Regions from separate parts of the Mus musculus genome. Here regions 1, 2 and 4 are each linked to region 3. A link is a contact called in public ChIA-PET and HiChIP or PLAC-seq data. All regions are on one chromosome and are shown on one strand. Each heading gives the region's core, a stretch centred on a gene start, on an enhancer-like site or on the middle of the called end of the contact. The rest is flanking DNA. Distances are from core to core; before and after follow the strand shown. Region 1 has its middle 19 kb from the start of Bmp10. Region 2 has its middle 14 kb from the start of Arhgap25. Region 3 overlaps Antxr1 (anthrax toxin receptor 1). Region 4 overlaps Arhgap25 (Rho GTPase activating protein 25).

Evidence for each region. ChIA-PET counts read pairs in DNA pulled down with a chosen protein or histone mark. HiChIP or PLAC-seq counts read pairs in DNA pulled down with a chosen protein or histone mark.
Region 1: a contact with region 3 is called in a BATF HiChIP or PLAC-seq map of CD8 T cells, with 6 read pairs. The contact joins two enhancer-like sites. A contact is called at or near these places in 2 of 39 promoter capture datasets (the 3T3-L1 cell line and embryonic stem cells), 1 of 15 datasets of contacts at CTCF or cohesin (the NIH/3T3 cell line), 2 of 115 datasets of contacts at active chromatin or transcription factors (CD8 T cells and effector CD8 T cells) and 1 of 9 other capture datasets (embryonic stem cells).
Region 2: a contact with region 3 is called in an RNA polymerase II ChIA-PET map of memory CD8 T cells, with 14 read pairs. The contact joins two enhancer-like sites. A contact is called at or near these places in 2 of 39 promoter capture datasets (cranial neural crest and embryonic stem cells), 1 of 115 datasets of contacts at active chromatin or transcription factors (memory CD8 T cells) and 1 of 9 other capture datasets (embryonic stem cells).
Region 4: a contact with region 3 is called in an RNA polymerase II ChIA-PET map of memory CD8 T cells, with 10 read pairs. The contact joins two enhancer-like sites. A contact is called at or near these places in 1 of 115 datasets of contacts at active chromatin or transcription factors (memory CD8 T cells) and 1 of 9 other capture datasets (embryonic stem cells).

The regions. Positions count from the first base shown.
Region 1 is chr6:87,446,442-87,449,141 of GRCm38.p6, reverse strand. No RefSeq gene overlaps it. Among named protein-coding and RNA genes, the nearest start is that of Bmp10, 19 kb to the right of the region's middle. Within about 2 kb of position 1,266, at least 22 of the 459 cell types and tissues checked have an H3K27ac peak or open chromatin away from gene starts, as enhancers often do. A contact at or near this core is called in CD8 T cells, where this site is marked.
Region 2 is chr6:87,546,303-87,549,002 of GRCm38.p6, reverse strand. No RefSeq gene overlaps it. Among named protein-coding and RNA genes, the nearest start is that of Arhgap25, 14 kb to the right of the region's middle. Within about 2 kb of position 1,367, at least 71 of the 459 cell types and tissues checked have an H3K27ac peak or open chromatin away from gene starts, as enhancers often do. A contact at or near this core is called in memory CD8 T cells, where this site is marked.
Region 3 is chr6:87,151,733-87,154,432 of GRCm38.p6, reverse strand. All of the region lies in intron 17 of Antxr1 (anthrax toxin receptor 1), which reads left to right. Among named protein-coding and RNA genes, the nearest start is that of D6Ertd527e, 48 kb to the right of the region's middle. Within about 2 kb of position 1,387, at least 167 of the 459 cell types and tissues checked have an H3K27ac peak or open chromatin away from gene starts, as enhancers often do. A contact at or near this core is called in CD8 T cells and memory CD8 T cells, where this site is marked.
Region 4 is chr6:87,501,815-87,504,514 of GRCm38.p6, reverse strand. All of the region lies in intron 1 of Arhgap25 (Rho GTPase activating protein 25), which reads left to right. Among named protein-coding and RNA genes, the nearest start is that of Arhgap25, 30 kb to the left of the region's middle. Within about 2 kb of position 1,389, at least 138 of the 459 cell types and tissues checked have an H3K27ac peak or open chromatin away from gene starts, as enhancers often do. A contact at or near this core is called in memory CD8 T cells, where this site is marked.

The DNA.
Region 1 (2,700 bases), core at 17-2,516, 290 kb before region 3:
CAGACTAGATCTTTATTTCCCCTGTTACCTCCCTTCTTCCTCCTACCTTCATTCTCTCTTACCAAGGCAATCTGAAAATTCGGGGAAAGAGTTGAACAAAGAACTTGAGCCACGGTAGGCAGCTTGTGGCTCTGAAGTCGCTGACCCACAGCTGTCTGGCTCTGGAAGTCAGGCGGGCAGCAGGAAATGCTACCGAGTGTGTGCTATGAAGAGAGGGGCTGCTTCTCTGATAGGCTGAGTTACTTATCTAACATGACCAGGTATGAGGGGTCTCCAGCCATTCTAACTCAGGGAGCTCAGTCTACTTTAGGCAAACAGTGTTCTTAAGAACTTGGCAAGGCAGTAAGAACATTAAGCAGGGAAAGAAACTCACTGTATTTGGGACGATGCACGTCAATCTAGTGTGTAGCGTGTTACACTGAGCAGGTACAGAGGCATATGCGCCTAAGAAGTGACCTGGTCTCGGGGTTCAGAGACTCTGCATGTGGAAAGATTGTACAGGCATGGAACTCATGCAATAGAGAAGGGAAGGAAAGAATCATGCCTCCGAGAGAGGACCAGGTGAGTCAACTTCCTCACTCGCCAAATTAAAAATACTCTGGACGCTGGAAATAAACAGAAGCGTTGTCTGGTGAGACACCTAAACCTGATACCAACAACTTCTTTGAGGCCGGCTCATTACTTTTCATACCGGATAAGTATTCCATAGACTCTCACTGATGTAGACTTTCTCTGATGTTCATTTATTTATCCATTGAACAAGTAGTTATTGGCTCCTATTCTACCAGGCGCTTTGGTGGGCATTGAGTGGTGTGTGAGAGGTGAAAACTGTTTCAATATCAGCCTTAGGGAAAAACGGAAGCTTTAAGTGAATGCTTCAAGTTGAATCCTGTAACTTGTTTCCCAGAGAATGTGTGGGCTCAGCAGTCAGCCCACGCTTTGGTAGTTCTCAGTTAACCTGCTGTGAAAAGTGTTTCCTGGTCTTGGAGATCCACCCAGCCTGTCCAGGATGAAATTAGATGGGTTTTGAAGCCACATCTAGTACAGACACTTAAATCTGAATACTTAAAGGGTGGTAAAATCTCCTAACCTCACCTGGCCAATAGCCACAACCCACTTACATTGGTCATAGTAGAGCCTAGAGGAAAGAGTGCCAAGTGCCAAGACAACTGGAGAACGGCAATGAGAAACACAGACCAGGGAGCCCACTGAGAATGTGTGTTCAGACACAGACCACTGACGCCTCTCTAGCCATGATGTCACTTCCCCTCATCTGTGCAGTGCTAAAGGAATGGCCACATCCGATCCCATTTTTCTCTCTGAATATATGAGTTAGCTGGAAGTCAAGTCACACAGAGGTCAACAATGGCACTATGCTTATTATAAACCCACCACTCTCTTTCCTTTTATGATTTGAAAGTGAAATGTCTCTGGACACCCAAGGGGGGAATTCAACAAGAAATAGAAAGGAACTGTGAACCAAACTTGATTTCTGGAGGATAAGAAGGAAGCAGCGGCTTGACAGTTGAAATCACTCTTCCAAGAACCATGACCACATTTTTCTACTGCTTACTTGGGAGGTCTAAGACAGCTATTAGCTGCATTTGCGAGGTCTATGAGAACTATTAGCTGCATTTGCATAGCTGAGACCAAGAAAACTGACAACTCAGGGAGGTAAGATCTATTTGACTCATGGTTTTAACAGGACTAGTCTGTGGTTTCTTGGTTCCGTATGTTTGAGTCAAGCATTGTGGCACTAGGACCACATAGCGGATAATAGCTGTTCACATCAAGTGAGAACAGAAAGTAACAAGAAGTGGCTCAATAGTCATTGGAAAATACCAGAGATTTCTCTTGGGTCTCTTTCTATGGGACTTTCACTGCCAGAAGAGAGCCTTTCAGACCGACCCCTTGTCCTTCCAGACTGCCTACTCCATGAAGCTGAAATGTCCTTGCTGTTACTGGGAGTGTCCAAAAGGAGCTTTCCAAGGACTCTGATGAACCCTGCTACACACACACACACACACACACACACACACACACACACACACACAGAGAGAGAGAGAGAGAGAGAGAGAGAGAGAGGAGGGAGGGAATTATAAGAAGAAGCTTATCCCATTAAAACCAACGATCAAGTTGGGGGTGTTGCTAGTTCACTTGGTAGCATGCATGAAGCTCTGGGCTCCATCCTCAACACTGCATGAAACAGGTGTGGTGCCACACACTTGTCGACTGAGCACTTGGGAGGCGGAGCTACAGTTCAGAAGTTTAAAGTCACTTCCAGCTATATGGTGAGTTTGAGGTCAGCCTGGTCTACATGAGACCTTGTCATAAACAAATAAACAAATGCATGATAAAGTCAGCTCCCAGCCAAAACCTTTCTTGTGGGAAAAGAATAAAAACATGCCGCAGAGAAACATGTGCATAAATCCGAGGTAGTCAGAGCCTTCAGAGGAGGGAACAGGCTTCCACTGGCGATGCTGTGGCGTGGCTACTGTGGCCCCTCACTACTGGCACACACTTCCATGGAGGATTATCACCATTAATCCTCACACTTGCCCACGAGGCTGACACTTGTCTTCTCTTGACAAGGTACTGCAGCTGTGGAGAGGCAAGCTAGGGTTTAAGAAGAACGGGCAGGCTCCCTCGCTCAGCCTCTTACCTCAGAACAGGAGATAGGGCAGAACGAGCAGTGGTAGT
Region 2 (2,700 bases), core at 118-2,617, 390 kb before region 3:
TCTGCCATTCGGTATTCCTCAGGTGAGAATTCTTTGTTCAGTTCTGAGCCCCATTTTTTAATGGGGTTATTTGATTTTCTGAAGTCCACCTTCTTGAGTTCTTTATATATGTTGGATATTAGTCCCCTATCTGATTTAGGATAGGTAAAGATCCTTTCCCAATCTGTTGGTGGTCTTCAATTTCCTAAACACATGAAACTCAAGAAAAATGAAGACTGAAGTGTGAACACTATGCCCCTCCTTAGAAGTGGGAACAAAACACCCTTGGAAGGAGTTACAGAGACAAAGTTTGGAGCTGAGATAAAAGGATGGACCATGTAGACACTAGCATATCCGGGGATCCATCCCATAATCAGCTTCCAAATGCTGACACCATTGCATACACTAGCAAGATTATGCTGAAAGGACCCTGATATAGCTGTCTCTTGTCAGAGTATGCCTGGGCCTAGCAAACATAGAAGTGGATGCTCACAGTCGGCTATTGGATGGATCACATGGCCCCCAATGAAGGAGCTAGAGAAAGTACCAAAGAAGCTAAAGGGATCTGCAACCCTATAGGTGGAACAACATTATGAACTAACCAGTACCCCGGAGCTCTTGACTCTAGCTGCATATGCATCAAAAGATGGCCTAGTCGGCCATCACTGGAAAGAGAGGCCCATTGGACACGCAAACTTTATATGCCCCAGTACAGGGGAACGCCAGGGCCATAAAAGGGGTGGGTAGGGGAGAGGGGGTGGGTGGCTATGGGGGACTTTTGGTATAGCATTGCAAATGTAAATGAGCGAAATACCTAATAAAAAATGGAAAAAAAAAAAAAAAAACAAACAGTGTCCCTGACCAAGAGCAATGACTAAGCTCTGAGCAGGAGAGCGGAAATGTACACCACAGCGCACAACCTAAAGCCTGTGGCAGGAAATCAGTTCTTTGAAATCCGGGGAAGAGGGTGGGTCCTTTCACAGCTGGGTCCCTCCTCAGAGACCTGCCCCATCAGCATCCCTGAACGCCAATCGCCTGCCCTGTGCCAATCCACTGCCCTGCACCAATCCATTGCCCTACGCCAGACTTTGCAGATCTTCTGGGATGGAGCAGGCAATCCAAGCTTTTGTTTTGGGGTCTAAGGGCTTTAGGCATGCTAGGTGAGAGGAGAGTTGTCAGCCCTGGGTGATTTTGATGCTGTGTGAGAAGCACTGCTGAAAAACAATCCCTTCATCCTGCAAACAGCTCACTTCTCTTGCCAAGATGGGTTGGGAGGTGTGTGGAGGGGTGGGCGGGGTGTTTCTGGGTGGGCATGTGACCTTATTCTGGTCGCTGAGACTTTGTAGAGGGATTGTTCTACGATCCCTCTGGGCAGAGTTCTTGCTTTTGGAAGGGGTGGTAGGGGATGATGCAAGAACTACTGTGCCTCAGTCTAGCTGGTTTCCTGTCTAGCTGAGGTCAGAACTCTTGTCACTCTACATCATGGGGAGAACTAGAATATTGAACTAGTCGGCATGAAATGACATCTGGACATTCCTAAAATTAGTGGTGTGGTAGCCACACCACTTGGAGACTTTTTTGTTATATCCATATGGTTAATATGAAAAACCAGTGGAATTCAGCATAAACTTATATGATAAAATTTTCATTTGGGTTCTATTGTCTCTGGGTATATGAACAAGTGACTGCCCAGTGTGTTGTTTGTTTGTGTTGCGATATGGCATTTACTATCCTTGGTAACTCATTTCAGAGGAAGAAGAGATGACATCATGGAGAAAGAACAGAGTCTCCAGTGAGTATACAAGTGTTATGAACTGACATAATAATTATTCTTAACCCTTACATACACAAAGATACTACAAGATAGACCAGAAGACTTCAGTGTATCATCTGGATAAGGGGTAACTCCCGGACTCCTCTGTCTGTAACAAGTGGAGCTTGAATTAGCAACCTTCTCAGGGACAACTCAGGAGATCTGGAATATGCGCCTCTTTACTTTCACAATTCTATTTTAAATGTTAAGTTTCATTTGTCTGGTACAGATTGAGGAAGAACAGCTATGCAAGACATGTGAGTGGAGTTTTATACAAACCTTCCCCATGTGATGTGGTGGTATCTTTAGGTGACACTTACACTGGTAAAACTGCCATAGTCTCTGGGGCCATACCAAATAGGCACATGCATTCTACTTTATAGTCTTGAGCCCAAACTCCTTCAACCCAGTAAGATTTTGCTCCAGTCTACTTTTCTCTTTGATCATAGCTACACAACATATGCATATCCTGCCCCCTCCCAATCTATGGCATTCTGTGTGTCCAGTGCTAAGTCCTGCATGGTCATGGAAGGGATGGCATGACATGGTTCAGGACCATGGAACAGAACCAGTAGGGTGTGGGCCTACACAAGTGTTGACAGTTGCTGACCATGAAGCTTGTTTGAATAACACACACAAACACATACACACACATTACTCTATGTTCCTCCAGGAAATATCTCCCTGTCAAGGTTATCAGGCAAGGTCCTCTCCCAAGGTTAATGATAGTCAGAGGCACAATGTCCATGATAATCAGAGACAGCATGATTCTGGGAGGTGAGGGTGTCTCTACTGTCTCAGCAAAATGGTAGAACACTGCAACCTTCAGGACAGTCCTTAAGGCTGTGGGAAAGAACTCCGAAAACATGAGTTCAAAAACACATAATTTCTCAAGTATGTAAAATATA
Region 3 (2,700 bases), core at 138-2,637:
GTCCGCTTTGACAGAGCGGCCAGGTCTTTGTCTCTGTGTAGCAATGAAGGTGATGAGGTCAGGCTACTGTGTCAGCCATCTTTCACAGATGGTCTGTGTCAGTACAGTCAGGTTATCTCTGGCAGTAGCAAGCCAAAAGTAAGTACAACTAATATCCTAAAATAAACTAGGATCTCCTCAGAAGGTACACTGTTCAATGCCTGCAGTCTTTCAAGATTGCCCCTTTATTCCCATAAAAAATATCACCCTTGGGCATAGTAGGTAAAGTACTTGCCCTGGTCTGATTTCCAGAACATGGGTGTTTGTTGATTTGTTTACCAGGCATGGCAGTGTGCACCCAGAACCCCAGCTCTGGGGATGTGGAAACAGGCAGATCCCTGAGGCCACCTGGAGAGCCAACCCCGCTGAGTCAGCAAACTCCAGGTTCAGTGAGAAGCCCTGTCTCAAAAGTCAAGGTAGAGAACAACTGAGGAAGTCACTTGGGACTGACCACGGCCTCTGTGCACACACAGAGATTGCTGAATCCCATCTGGACTCAGGTTGTGCCTAATAAAGAAGCAGCAGTCATACGACTCTCCCTCCCTTGAGAGCTGTACCCTGAAACCGCAAACCTGGCTTGTTCTGCATCCAAGTGCCCACTGCCCCACCATCAGCTCAGGTGCTCTACACAGGCAAGCGGGACTATGGGATGTGCTGGACAGCTGTGGGGCAATGCTCAGACTCATGCAACACCTAGCTCCGATCCCACACAGCTGCTGTCTCAATTCCCCAAAACATATGCCTGGGGCTGCTGGCACCTTTAAAAACATCACTTTTCCAGGCCAGGAAGATGGCTCAGACCATGTGAGAACCACCCAACCAGCCCTCCGTGCTCTCTATACCTTCATCTCTTTGCCTGTCCCGTCCTCAAATCCCTTTCCACAGACGTTTACCAACACTGGATGTGACGGCCCTCAAAGCCCATGGCACAGCTTTAAAAAGTATAGATAAGTACTCTGATAATCCTTCACTCCTCAGTGGCCATATCTAGGGACTTCCCCTTGCTAACGTGCCGGCATCTTAAGAACATCTCAGTATGAGAACCTAAAGGACTCCTCAATTTTTAACTGTGAAACTTGGGAGTAGTCTGAACACGCCATCTGTGTAGGGCCCAGAACAGGGTGTCAGATCTCAAGACAAGATGTCTGAGGGTCCCCCACACCCACAACCGTGTCTGCTTTCATCGTCGTGACAAACACTTCAGAAAGCTACCTTAAAAGAGGAAGTTCGCTATGGCTCACCCTTTCAGAAGTTTCAGCCTCAGTTTGGCTGGTCCCACTGCCTGGGTAGAATACTGCGAGCACGTGACAGAGAAGGCTGCACTCCTCATAAACAGTGAGATAGGAAGAGACAGGACGGAGGTGGGGCGTGAGCTGAGCAGAGGCACACAGAGGTGACGTTAAACCCCAGGTCCCTCTGCAGCGCCACGGCCTCCTTCCTCAGCTCCCCAGTCAGCCTACTAACGGAACACGGGGAGGTGCCTGGTACTGTTCCAGAAGCTTCTTCCAGACCATATACTACAACAAAGTGCTGAGCTTTGAAAGAGGGGGGCACTAGAAAACACAAAGGCACCAGGTGGAAATGGCTGCAGCCACAAGAAGACAAGGCTTCTGGGCCCAGGGCCATCACTTCTCACAGCTGCGTTCCTCTGCCTCCTACCCAGCCACATCTGTCAGCCACATCTGTCAGCCTCGGGAACCTCTTCCTTAGTTAAATGGGAGGGGTCAGCGACCACAGCCTCAGAGGGGACACTGAGCCAAACCGCTGCCGTTCACAGCGGGGTCCTCCAGGGCTGAGCAACCTGGGTCTTAGTAAGCATGAGGTCACCTTTCCTCTCCCAGGAGTCTCAGGGTTATTTGAGTTCATGACTGAATTCACTCCAGGGCTGGTCTCCGAGAAAGGCCCTATGAGGCCCAGCTCTATCGCTAGCCATTGTGAGTCAGAGACCCGTGGAAGGCCGATCACTTGAAGGCTGCGGAGTTGACCATCAAGGCAGGAGTACACACAGGCCACTCTTGTCCCACAGCTCTCCTCAGTTCATTGGAAGAGGAAAGTGTGGGAGTCACAGCAGTGAGCAGAAAACATGGGAAAGCAGAGAAGTGAGTAGAGTAGCCAGAGCCTGGTTAGGCACCCAAAATGGCGTTTGCCCTGCTGGTAAGGCATTGTACAATCAGGAGGGACCAGGCGATGCCACCCATTTAGGCACATTCATTTAAAGTATCCCGTCTCAAAATTGTGTTCAGGCCTCCAGTAGGCTCCAGTGTCCTTCCTTATTATGAAACCAGGTACAGCTGAGCCTGAGGTGAGCCTGGGTCAGAATACAGACCAGCGGCATTTCTTTGATGCAGGAGACACCAGCCGAGATTCTTCCTAAGTCCAGTCCTTAGGAACAAATAGGCTTTGTTAGGGCTGGGCACCCAGCTCAGCAGCAGCAGCAGCCTCGCCCAACATGCCCATGGCTTCAGCTCCACTACCCACCCACTGCCACCCAGGTTGTTTTTAATTTAGGAATTATCAAGACTATTTATACCCTACCCTCTCTAATAGGTTTAAGGCAGGTCTTTCTTTTAAAGATTCTTTCTGAAATCTAACTAGGAGTGTTATGAGTGATTTCTCCCCAGATCATACAGAACATCAGCCTGGCCCAGCCCGCGTATCTTA
Region 4 (2,700 bases), core at 140-2,639, 350 kb before region 3:
TCAGGTCTTCATGGGCCTGGAGTGTTGTTTCCCTGGAGAGACTCTGCCAGTGGGAGGTAGGGTTCTCACATGTTTAAAATGCAAATACTTCAAGCACTCTAGCACACTATTAATGAATGCAAGTGGATAATAAAGCAAAACCCCTACCTCAAATGGCTAGTCTTGATGTTGGGGGAAGGGTATAGCTCTCTTTACTCTTGTCACTGGGGGTAACTCGTGGCTCTAATTATCTCACAGTCCCATAGCTGTGGATCCTTCTTCCTCACGTCCGTGCTGGGGAGGCAGGTGGCTTCTGGACAGCCCGAGACATGGCCACCTGGTCTGCTCTGCTTCACTTGTCAATCATTGCCAAACCTCTACTCATCTGCACCGAGGAAGAGGCAGGGCTCAGTAGGAAGTGCTCACAACTCTGCAAAGCTTCTTGTTATTACACTTGGTTTCCTGTTATGCAGAGATGTGCAGGGGGAGAGAGAGAGAGAGAGAGAGAGAGAGAGAGAGAGAGAGAGAGAGAGAGAGAGAGAGAGAGAGAGAAAGAGAGAGAGAGAGAGAGAGAGAGAGCTGTAGCAACTGAAGCCGACCCAGAAAAGGCAATGGAGCTCACAGTCCCAGGAAACATGAAAGCCCCAAAATGTGAACAGTTCAAAGGGGTTCAGGGAGGCACCATTGACTAAGAATTTTCCTGAAGGCTGGAAGCCTTTGGAGACTGAGTCTTGTTCCTAGCCTGAGTTTTTGGAGCTGCTAAATGGGTAAATGAAGCAGAAAGCCAGGCCCACCTCATCCCCACTTCTCCACCTCTTTCTTCTTTCTCTTCTTTCCATTAGTTCTTACACACACACACACACACACACACACACACACACACACTCTTACTCTCTCTGTCATCAACCCTCATGCTACCATGGAGACAATATATGTGCCTGGCTTTTCTGTCAGAATTCATCACTATCGATACCAAATTCCTTTCTAAGGTGGGTTCTGCTCTTTTCAGTTGTCGTGGTCACCTGACTAACATTAAAGACATCAGATGTAGAAAATGAGGTACACTCCAGTTCTGGGCACTGAAGACGAGGCATTCAGAGAACAATTGTTTCATAAATCTGTTCTCAAGGGTGAGTGTCTGGGGAAGGTTCCTGTGTGAGTGTAGAGCACAGAGTGGACATCTCTGTGCTACCTCTAGTCTCACAGCTCTTCTGTGATGCTCTTCACACTGAAGTGGAAATGGAATTATCACGACTTCCTTGGCTGTTTGCAGCAGGAGGCATCAACCCCACAAGCTTCCCTTCAGCCTGCAGATGGAGCTGGGTTAGCTCAGCCCTCTCCTTCCCACTCTACGCCCACAGTAGGCGTCAATCAGCATCTTCGTGGTTCTTCTAATGAGCTTGGGCAGTGAGTGAGCTGGTAAGATCAGCAGGATTGCCTAATATGTCCATCTTCCTGTTGGTGTCAACAAAGCCTGGGTGGTAGGTTTGAGGTTTCAGTACTATTTTTCTGTCAGTGTTTTTTCAAGGCCTGATGAGTGTCACATATGACACACTGGGCGGAAGTGGAAGTAGAAGCATGAGGTTGTTTATATATAATGCTTGAAGCAACTTGGGCGGTGACCGACGGCGTGAGTCTCTCCCCCAAAGTTCACACATTGGGAATTTAGTCTGGAGGTGGGGCCTCACGAGGAGATTATGTCACATGGAGGGATGTCTTTATCTGGAGATTGTTACAAAAGTGACTCCAGCCCTCTCTTGTTTGCCTGCTCCTTCCTCTAGCCCTTTCTTTCCATGGGGGCAATCGTAGCTCAGAGGCCAGTGCCATGTGCAGCCTTCAGAACTATAAACCAAGTGATCTCTGATCTTGGTGAATTACTCAGCAGGAAGTATTCTGTAAAGCGGCAGAGGCAAAGACCAGGAGCTTCCTGTGGTCGGTCCCATGGCTTTGTTCTACCCAGAGGAGGGATGGGCTGTCTGCCCTCCGCACGCTTTCTTACTCTATAACCGCTTGGATTTGTAATGTGGGCAGCTCTCTTCACCACAAGATGCTGTTCCTTTCTGGGTCTTGTGCCCTGACTATGGATATCTGGCTTTAGAATCACTAGTTGGAGATGATCACTCTAGCTCTGCAATTCAGACCCTTGTTGTTAAGGTGGAGGTTGCACTCAGGTACTACCTAATGAAAGGACTGGTCTGTACACGGGAATAACGGAGACCTGAACTGTAGCAGGTATTTGTAAAGCCTTGCTGTGTTAAGTAGCTGACTGTTATTACTGGAGTAGGCATAAATCCTTCCACCAGCCATCACCTGCACTGGAACAAGTGAACACACCCAGAAGCCCCACAAACAGAAAAACGTGCCATTATTTGTTACAAATATAAAGCCCCTTGATGGTAATTGCCAAAACATTCTAAAATGCTTATTCCTTCACTAAATACTCATCAACGATTGTCTTCTGGCCAGACCCCTCATTGCAGGCTATATGGTATTGTCTCTGTGTGACACTCACTCTGTGGCCCTTTCTGTGTGACACTTACTCTTTGGTACTCTGTGTGTGGCACTGTCTCTGTGTGGCACTATCTTTGTGTGGTTCTCTCTGTGTGACACTCACTGTATGGCACTGTCTCTATGTGACACTCTCTATGTGGCATTGTCTCTGTGTGGCACTATCTCTGTGTGGCACTCTCTTTATGACACTTCACTGTGTGGCACTCTCTG